Regions from separate parts of the Mus musculus genome. Here region 2 is linked to region 1. A link is a contact called in public HiCAR-type data. All regions are on one chromosome and are shown on one strand. Each heading gives the region's core, a stretch centred on a gene start, on an enhancer-like site or on the middle of the called end of the contact. The rest is flanking DNA. Distances are from core to core; before and after follow the strand shown.

Region 1 (4,810 bases), core at 2,093-4,592:
TAATCATTTCTACTTTTTTTCCCAAATGGGGCCTCATGTGTCCCAGGCTAGCTGCGAATTCATATATAGCTAAGAATAGCCTTGAACTTTGGATCTTTCTGCCCCTATCTGCTGTCAAGAAATTCATTCTTAGACTGTAGAGATGGCTCAGAAGTAGGAGTACTGGCTGTCCTTCCAGAGGACCTGAGTTCAATCTCCAGGGCCTTTGATTCCCAGCATTAACATGGCAACTTACAACCATTTCTAACTCCAGTTCCAAAGGAATAAACCACCTTCTTTTGGCCTCTGTGGGCACTGCTCCCATGTGGTGCACACATATACATGCAGGCAAAAATCTTCATATACATAAAAATAAGTTGGGGCTGGAGAGATGGCTCAGCAGTTAAGAGCATTGACTATTCTTCCAAAGGTCCTGAGTTCAATTCCCAGCAACCACATGGTAGCTCACAACCATCTGTAATGGGATCTGACACCCTCTTCTGGTGTGTCTGAAGACAGCTATAGTGTACTCAAACACATAATCTTTTTTTTTTTAAGTCTTAAAATAAAACAGAAAATGAAAAATGCATTCATTACAGCAGGTTAAATTTTAAAACCACTATAACTGGTGAAAAATATCCTTTATGGGGGCTAGAGACATGTCTCAGCCATTAAAAACACATATTACTCTTGGAGAAGAACTGAGTTTGGTTTCCAGCACTTATTAGGCAGCTCACAACCACCTATGACTCTCATGCTTCTGGCCTCCATGGACAGTAGCACATACCCCCCTAACCCTCCCCCACCACATATGCATTTTTTTTTAATTTTTAAATGTCTTATACATTTTTCCCCAAAATTCAGGGTGTATTCATTTGACAGAATGTTTGTCTTCTTTAATCTCAGCTGTATTACTGTCTTGAATTCAGCTATCTCAATTGCATACTCCATTATGAATCTATTTTGTACTTTCATCATTACTACCATCAAATATCAATTGTGTAACTTGAAGGTGTTAAATGGTGCTTGCCACGTATGCCTGTGCACCCATGTACACGTTTGTGTTTGTGTGTTCATTCTATCATTACTCATTGCTCAAAAATCAAACTGCATACTCTACATGAGCTCTGAACATGTCTATTGTTCAACAACGGTATTTTTAATATTTAAGACCACATATGACACAAAGTCCCCAATATATACTTTTTGAACAAATAAGGAAAAAAAATTCGCCAGGCAATTTTTCAATCCCAGCACTTGGGAGGCAGAGGCAGGTGGATTACTGAGTTCAAGGCCAGCCTGGTCTATACAAAGTGAGTTCCAGGACAGCCAGGGCTATACAGAGAAACCCTGTCTCCAAAAATAAATAAATAAGTAAGTAAATAAATAAATAAATAAATAAGAAAAGGAGAAAACAAAAGGAAAAGAAATCTCCACAGTACACATTTAAATATAGTTGCATACCCAATGATAGTTGCTGATGTGAACTCAAGTAAAGTAATAACAGCCGAGCATGGTAGTGATCTCCATCAGCATTCAGTGTGCAGGTGCAGACAGATCTGTCTTTTCAAGCCAGTCTGGAATACAAAGTGAGTTCCAGGCTGGCCAGAGTTATATAACGAGACCCTGCTTCAAAACTTAAAAAGGAAAAACAAAAAAACAAAAAACAAAAATCCTCCACTTAAAGCATTGTCCAGGGGGCTGGAGAGATGGCTCAGTGGTTAAGAGTGCCGATTGCTCTTCCAGAGGTCCTGAGTTCAATTCCCAGCAACCACATGGTGGCTCACAACCATCTGTAATGGGATCTGATGCCCTCTTCTGATGTGTCTGAAGACAGCAATAGTGTGCTTATATACATTAAATAAAAAAATAAACATTTAAAGTATTATCCAGCATCCTAAAAAGAATCAGTTTTTTTACCCACAATTCTCTCCCAAAAAAGAAATTCCCAAAAGAAAAATTAAAACATAAAGGCTGAAAACAGTCTGCAGAAGTTCCTATGAAGATTACATGGAATCTATTTGAAGGAGAAAGTACTTGCTGCTAGAGAAAACGGAGTCAACCAACCACTAACATATTTCTAGCTCTACTTTGATCTCATGAGGTACTTTTCTATGTCAATTACAGGCTTGTCTGGGTTTTCAAATTCTAACTACTGTTGCATGGTAATATCTTCAACCAAAGTTAAAGGTTTTAAAGAATAAAACAGCATTCCATACCCCTTTTCCTATTGTTCACAATCTCTCGTACCACTCAATAAATCCATCTCTGCCAAAGAAAAAATTAACCACCAAGGACTGCAGATTGTAAATCACAGTTAAGAGTTCTGGCACTATGGAAATGTGTTAAGAAATCCTGGAAAATTTTGGTTAAACCCCTTAGTGCCGTAAGTAACTAAGTTGTAATGATGAATACAAATTATCAGGGCAAGAAATTTTAATTGAACGGAAGAAATGCCTCCAAATAAAAGCTATCTCTTCCCCGTATCAATTCACCTATCACTTCTTCTCTTTAAGCTTCCAGGGCTTGCTTTCCAGGGTATTTTCCTCATCCTCGTACGCTAGCTATCTAGCCCACCACTAGATTCCCCTACCACAATTCCACACAATTCCAGCACCCTCTGGTTCCAAACTGCTACTTTCCTTAGCACCCCTTAAAGTGCCAGTCAGCCCCTCTACTAGGCTCCCCGCATTCTGACGGCTCCTCCCCTCGGTTCCCCACCCCCTCATCACCAGGTTCATCCTGCCCCTCCAACCGTCTCCCGCCCCCAGGTTCCTTCCTGCCCTCCAAACACAGCTTCCCTGTCTCAACGTTTTATCTAATTCCACCAACTGACTCCCGAGCGGGGCGCCCCGCTCCTTCCCCCAGTCCCTATTTTTACCAACATCTCACTGACTACCCCTCCCGATCCATTCTTTCAACATATGCATCAATGCAAAAACACCCCCACACAGGACTCCCTTGCCCAAAGCGGAGCCTCCATCTTTCCCCTTTCTTTTGCTTCCTTTCTTTCGTCTCTCCTCATCCCAACCTCCTCCCAAAGAGTCGGTTCCCAGGCCAAGGTCTCTCACCTCATTCGGTCACTTAAGTGGTGCCAACCGCTTCATACAGGAAAATAGAAGCAATCTCGTTCCCGTGGGCGCTCCCCCGCGAGTCCGGGCACTCCCTGGGCACCCGCCCCAGCGGGAGCCCTGCGCACACGCACACACACACCGAGTTCCTTGGGGACGAGGGTTAGGAAGGAGAATGTGCGTGCTCACACCGGCCTCAAACACAGACCACTTCGCAACAGCCCTTCGCCATTTTGGTTTCCCGCGGACTAGCGGTGCATTCTGGGAGCGCGGAGCTACTCCGGGGCCGAATGGCAGCTCTCCAGAGCCGCAGAGGGGCGGGGCCTGCGCGGCGAGCGCGGAGGAACACCGCGCCCTGCGTCCCGGACCAGCGCTGAACAAAGAGGGACTCTTTAACGTCGCGGTGGAATTAAGTCCTCTTGCTGCCGGTGCAGACACAATAGTGAGCGCAGCGCTTCCCGACGCTGATGCTTGCCTTACTAGGTCTTTTAAAAAGAGAGATCGTGTCCAGTCTTTCGTGCGGTCTTTTTTAATGCCCTCAGAAATAGGATATTGCTCAGTACATCTTGATGGGGTGATTTCCTTTCTGAAGAAAGGAAATTATTAACTGGAAAAAATACTTTTCTTTTACCTTCACCTAGAGGCCTGCTGTTATAATCCCCTTAAGTGGGGAGGAGACCCTGGATGGCAAATTTCGTTCAATGAATACTATCCAAATCCAAACTTATCTGGAATCTGTAATGGGAGATTTTCACTTTTTTTTCCTCTGACGATGAACGAGATTTTTTTTTCCCTGTTTACCTGCTTTGTGACCTTTCCTAATTGTAGTGAAATTTGAGCATACCCTCCTGCAAAGCAGTTGATTGAAGGAACACACAACTTTCATACTATTGCAGGCTTTTATATGAGGCCCAGCTGATAAATGGAATGCATGCTTATATCTTTGACTTATATTTGAATGCAACCCAGCACTTATAGAAACACCTGTAATACGTTTCTATTTTGTGAAAATATTTTCAGAGTCATATACTTTTTATCACAGATTATGTCACAGAGGCAGTACTGAATTTTCTCTCTGAAGAAATACCTCTTATGATCTAAATTCCTTTCACTCATATTTCAAGAGTTCCCTTTAAGCTGGGCGGTGGTGGCGCACGCCTTTGATCCTAGCACTTGAGAGGCAGAGGCAGGCAGATTTCTGAATTCAAGGCCAGCCTGGTCTACAGAGTGAGTTCCAGGACAGCCAGGGCTATACAGAGAAACCCTGTCTCGAAAAACAAAACAAAACAAAACAAAAAAGAGTTCCCTTTACCTAGGTTCTGAAAAATCTGGCAAATAGGCATATTCATATTATACTACATTTTTTTTTCTTTTTTGAAGACAGAGTCTATCTATTATATAGCTCTGGTTGTCCTGGAACTCATTGTGTAGACCAGGCTTGCCTCAAGCTCACAGAGATCTTCCTGTCTCTGCCTCCTCAGTACTGGGATTAAAAGGCCTGAGCCACCATGGCTAGCTTTGTATTATACAGTATATTTTATTCAGTACATTATATCAATCTGTGTCTCTCCCTCTTTCTCTCTCTCTCTGTCTCTCTCTCTCTCTCATGTGTCTCTGTATCTGACTCTCTCACACACACACTGTCTCTCTCTGTCTCTCACACACACACACTCTCTCTGTCTCTCTCACACACACACACTCTCTCTGTCTCTGTCTCTCTCTCTCTCTCACACACACACACACACTCTCTCTCTCTGTCT
Region 2 (4,366 bases), core at 1,586-4,085, 400 kb before region 1:
ACAATTTTCTGAGATAGAATCTAACTCTATAGGCCAAATCGGTCTGGAATTCACTACTGTAGTGCAGGTTTGCTTCAAACTCAAACTCACTGAAACTGTCTCAGCTCCCAAGAGCTGGGATTACAGTTGTGAGAGATCATGTTTGCATCTACACATAACTCTTAATTTGTTTATGAAATTTTCTAGGGTATGGGCCACATGATACTTAAAACTTGCTAAGTGCCTGGCTGACAGCAATACTGCAGAGCCTGATCCACCTTCTACTGACCTAACTAGTACCCTGACCAAGGAACCTGGCCAGGAAACCTGAAAAGTCAGGCCTGGGCTCGTCACCTTCTAGCAGAACCAATATCTTAGGTATCTTAGGGCACTACATTCTAAGGTAGCTTGTTATATAGCAACATATAAATAATATAACCCTTCAATACCATTCTATGTTCAGAAATCCAAGCATAGGAAATTGAAGATCACCATCAAACCTAAACAAATGCTCAGTTCTTGTCTAACATTTCACACAGCAAAATACAATAAAGGGCACAGCAAAGAAAAAAATCAGAGGTAAGCGCTCGGTACAAGATTCCCAAGTGTGAGGACACTTGGCAAATAACAACTTTCCACTTTGAACACAACTCAGTTGACACCCATGCTAAGAAACCTAGACTTGTTTTTCCCTGAGAAACCAAACCGTGATGTGGCTCAAAATGAAACATAGAACTGGCCAGCTCAAATATCTCTTAGGAATCCAAACAGCCCAGAGTTTGCTCTCACCCTGTCTCCAGCACTTTTAAGTGCAGCCTGACAGAGCAGAACTTCCACAGAGCAACACAGCCATTGTTGACCACCCAGGTCTGTGTGGGAGCTAGGCCACTCTAGAATGCCTTGCTTTCTTATCTTGAAACATATCAGGTTTTCAGTGAACATCTCAGTACCTGCCCTAGTGTCTCCCACAACAGTAAAAACACATCTCACTTTTCCACAAATATTGTGTTCTCCATGACAGACTGGCTGGGAAGATTTCAGAGAAACAAAAACTCTTTCCTTTCTAGGAGAGAAACAGGAGTGTGGGTGCTAGGTGTTCATCTATTCAAAAGGCCCTCAGTCCTCTCTGCTCACTGCCCTCACCTTCCTACCTATTCCTGGAAGGCCTCCTCCCCACTGGACACCTAGCCTCTAGCCTCTCTACACCACACCCTCAAGACCTGCTGGGAGAGGAGGAAGGAGGGTGAAGGTACAGCCACTGACCTGGGGTCAAGACTAGGGAAAGGCACAGTCCTGTAGGAGCTGGGGAGACCAGACGAAAGGCAACTTGGAGGCTTGGGGCATGAAGCAGCAAGCACAGGGCATGCCCTTGATACCTGAGTCCTTGGAGCCCAGCTGAGCTCCAACTTTGCCTTGCAACTGTGCTGAGAGCCTCACCCACTCTGTAACATCAAGAAGCTAGGGGACCTGTGGGGAGTGTAAGCACTTCATAGCAAAGGTTCCCTGTGGCTGGGCTGATCGAAACCTCCCAATGCCTAGTAGTCTTTTCAGCAGAGTTCGGGGGTCAATTACTAGAGTCCTAGGCCCTCCCTGCCTTAAAGTTCCAACTATTATCTAAGTAATCCCTGAGGACCATCCTCACGGTTCAGCTCCAAGGCTTTCATTTTAAAGGGACCCACCTTTGGTCCTGTTTGTCCTGAAGCCTATCTATATTCTGAACTCTCCTCACAGTTCACCCTCAGGGCCTCAAACTGCTCAAAGGACTGCCACAGTGGTCCAGATTCCTTTGAGCCAGCCTTGATTTCCCAGCTCTCTACAGCCGATTTGTCCCTGGGAGATCTGACCTTCCTATGGCCTTGTCCCAGCACCCTGGCCCTCTGTGGGGTGGTCTCAGGGTCTTAACCCTCCTCTGTAATCTATCATTAGTTGGCCCATCTAAGTGATTCTGCCATTTTCTAAGTCCTGCCAGGTCCTGGGAGCCATTCTTCCTCAATGACCTTTTCTAGACTCTTGTCAGGTCTCTAATACTGACCCTCCCCCAAGTGTCCATTCCAAGAGTCGGGGCTCCACCTGTCCTGGGGTCCCAGAACTATGGGAGAGCTGCCCAGTCCTAAGGACTGTTCAGTGAGTAGCCCTCAGTAATTCTGGCCTGGTCCTGGGTCCTGCCTGGTCTGCGGTCCTGATCCCCCTGGATCCAGCCTGGCCCAGACTCCTGTTCTTCCGGGGTCCTGTTCTCTGGAATCGTGCCTGGTGCCAGGTCTAGCCGGACTGAGCTCCTTGTCTTCCCTAGGTCCTGTTTTCTCGGGGTCCAGACTGCTCGGAATCCACCTCGGCTGCTGTTCTGCCTGGTCTAGGATTCTGCCCACCCCGGTCTAGCCTGGTCAAGGGTCCAGCCTTGTGCAGGCTCTTCCCCGGGTTCTGTCTGGTCCAAGGTCCCTGTCCTCCCTGGGTCCAGATTGTTCCGGGATCCAGCATGGCCCTGGGTTCTGCCCTCCCGGGGTCCAGACCTGCGAGAAGTCCTGGCCTTCTCGCAGGCTTTTAGGGTCCCGCCTCCCGGGCCTGCCGGGGGCGCTGGGCTCGCAGCCTTCTGCCGCCCATGGGCCGAGGCCCGCGGCCTGAGGAGCGGGCGCGCGGGCCAGGCCAGGCGGGGCGGGCTCACTGACCTGCGTCTCGGGCGGCGGGCGAGCGGGCGCACGCGGGGGCTCGCCGGGAGGGGGAGGGGGCGCCGCTCCCTCTGGGTCCCCCCCAAGAGGAGGAGAAAAAAGCCGTGCAGAGTTTAAAACAAAGAGGCGGAAATGCCCGAACCCAGCCGAGTGCGGAGTCGGGGGCGCCGCGGCTGGAGCATGCGCAGTGTGTGGCTCAGCTCCCACCTCGCAAACGAGAGAGGCGGGGCCTCTGAAAGGCGGAGCCTATAGGGGTGGGGTGCAGGAGGGGCCAGAGAGCGCAGGCGCGTGCAGGCAGCAATTGACTCAGGAAGCTGGCTCGGCGAGACAGGCAGGGTGGAGCTCGGGGGTGTGGTCACAGGTGAGAGGTGGGTCAGGAGGCGTGGTCAGAAGCACTACCTGGAGAAACTCCGCCGGGTTGTTCAGGACGCGCGCTGACAGGCAACTGCATGAGTTAGGAACGAAACCGGAGTATCTAGACCACGGGTTTCCTACCCCCATAAACCTTCTGCTTACATTTTTGTCCTTTCTTGGAATCACTGTGGACACAGAGAGACCCTTATGCTGGCCTTTCGGACCGTGGAAACCCACAATTTGTCCGTTGTCCACTGTGCATTGTGACTGGCAGAGGGCATAAACTGAGAAAAGAAAGTCTGTTCTTGTTTGTTTGTTTGTTTGTTTGTTTACTTGTATTTTCGAGAAAGGGTTTCTCTGTGTTGCCCTGACTGGTCTCGAACTAACATAGATCCGCCTGCCTCTGCCTCCCAAGTGTTGGGACTAAAGGAATGCCCTACCATGCTGGACTGGAAGTCTGTTCTTAGGAAACAAAGTGGTTGTGGCAGCTGTATGCTAGACAGGCGGTGGGACAAGGAAGCAGCAAGGTGGCCAACCAGCAGGTGTTTGGGAGAAGGGGCATGCAAAGAATGAGGTTGAAAGGGGTTATCGCCTTTAATCCCAGCATTTGGGAGGCAGAGGCAGGTGGATTACTGAGTTCGAGGCCAGCCTGGTCTACAAAGCGAGTTCCAGGACAGCCAGGGCTACACAGAGAAACCCTGTCTCAGAGAAAGAAAGAAAGAAAGAAAGAAAGAAAGAAAGAAAGAAAGAAAGAAAGAAAGAAAGAAAGAAAGAAAGAAAGAAAGGAAAACAGAATAGGCACCCAGGAAGGCAAATATACTCTACTGAAGCCTGGCAGCCTTTGTATCACAGAGAGACTACTGATGGGGGAGAAGGTTGAGGGAGAGTCCTAGAATAATGGAGGATCTGGTGTTGGTATTAGAGGTAGCAAAGAGGTACTGTTGAGAAGACCATGAGCAGGCCTGGACTTAGGGCACAGATCTCAGGAAGTCATCTAGCTTGACAGACAGCTAGACCCTTAAACCACTTGTCTTCACATGGGCTTGTCATGCCTTAGGTAAGACCATATTCAGATGTCATTCTAGGTCCAGGATTCAGACCTTGCTTCTGTGTCTATCAGGGATACCTTCAGGGAACTCTCGCTTTACACAACCTCTGGTTTCTCCTGAAAGTTGTTGCCCACTTTAGGCCCCCACCTTCCAGCGCTGAAGTCTTCCTCTAACTAACAGCTGACACATTAGAATCCAGCTATGTGTCCCTTCCCCAATCCTAACCCTGTATCCCTAGGTGAGCAGATAGCTTTCAACTAGTATCCTTGTGTTTTGTCCTTGCTCCCTGACTACTTTCAGCACAAAATAGTGGCTTTTATA

Evidence for each region. HiCAR-type assays count read pairs that join an accessible place to other places.
Region 2: a HiCAR-type map of astrocytes shows a contact between it and region 1, with 2.7 times the contacts expected there. The contact joins the promoter of Pcgf3 here to the promoter of Mtf2 in region 1. A contact is called at or near these places in 1 of 39 promoter capture datasets (neural stem cells), 1 of 484 Hi-C or Micro-C datasets (B cells), 3 of 115 datasets of contacts at active chromatin or transcription factors (astrocytes, embryonic midbrain and embryonic stem cells) and 3 of 9 other capture datasets (adipose tissue, liver and macrophages).

What each region holds. Positions count from the first base shown.
Region 1 is chr5:108,064,206-108,069,015 of GRCm38.p6, reverse strand. Mtf2 (metal response element binding transcription factor 2) reads right to left here and starts at 3,342. Exons shown (of 15, transcript NM_013827.3): 1 at 3,051-3,342. The coding sequence starts at 3,055.
Region 2 is chr5:108,459,728-108,464,093 of GRCm38.p6, reverse strand. Pcgf3 (polycomb group ring finger 3) reads right to left here and starts at 2,835. Exons shown (of 11, transcript NM_172716.5): 1 at 2,643-2,835.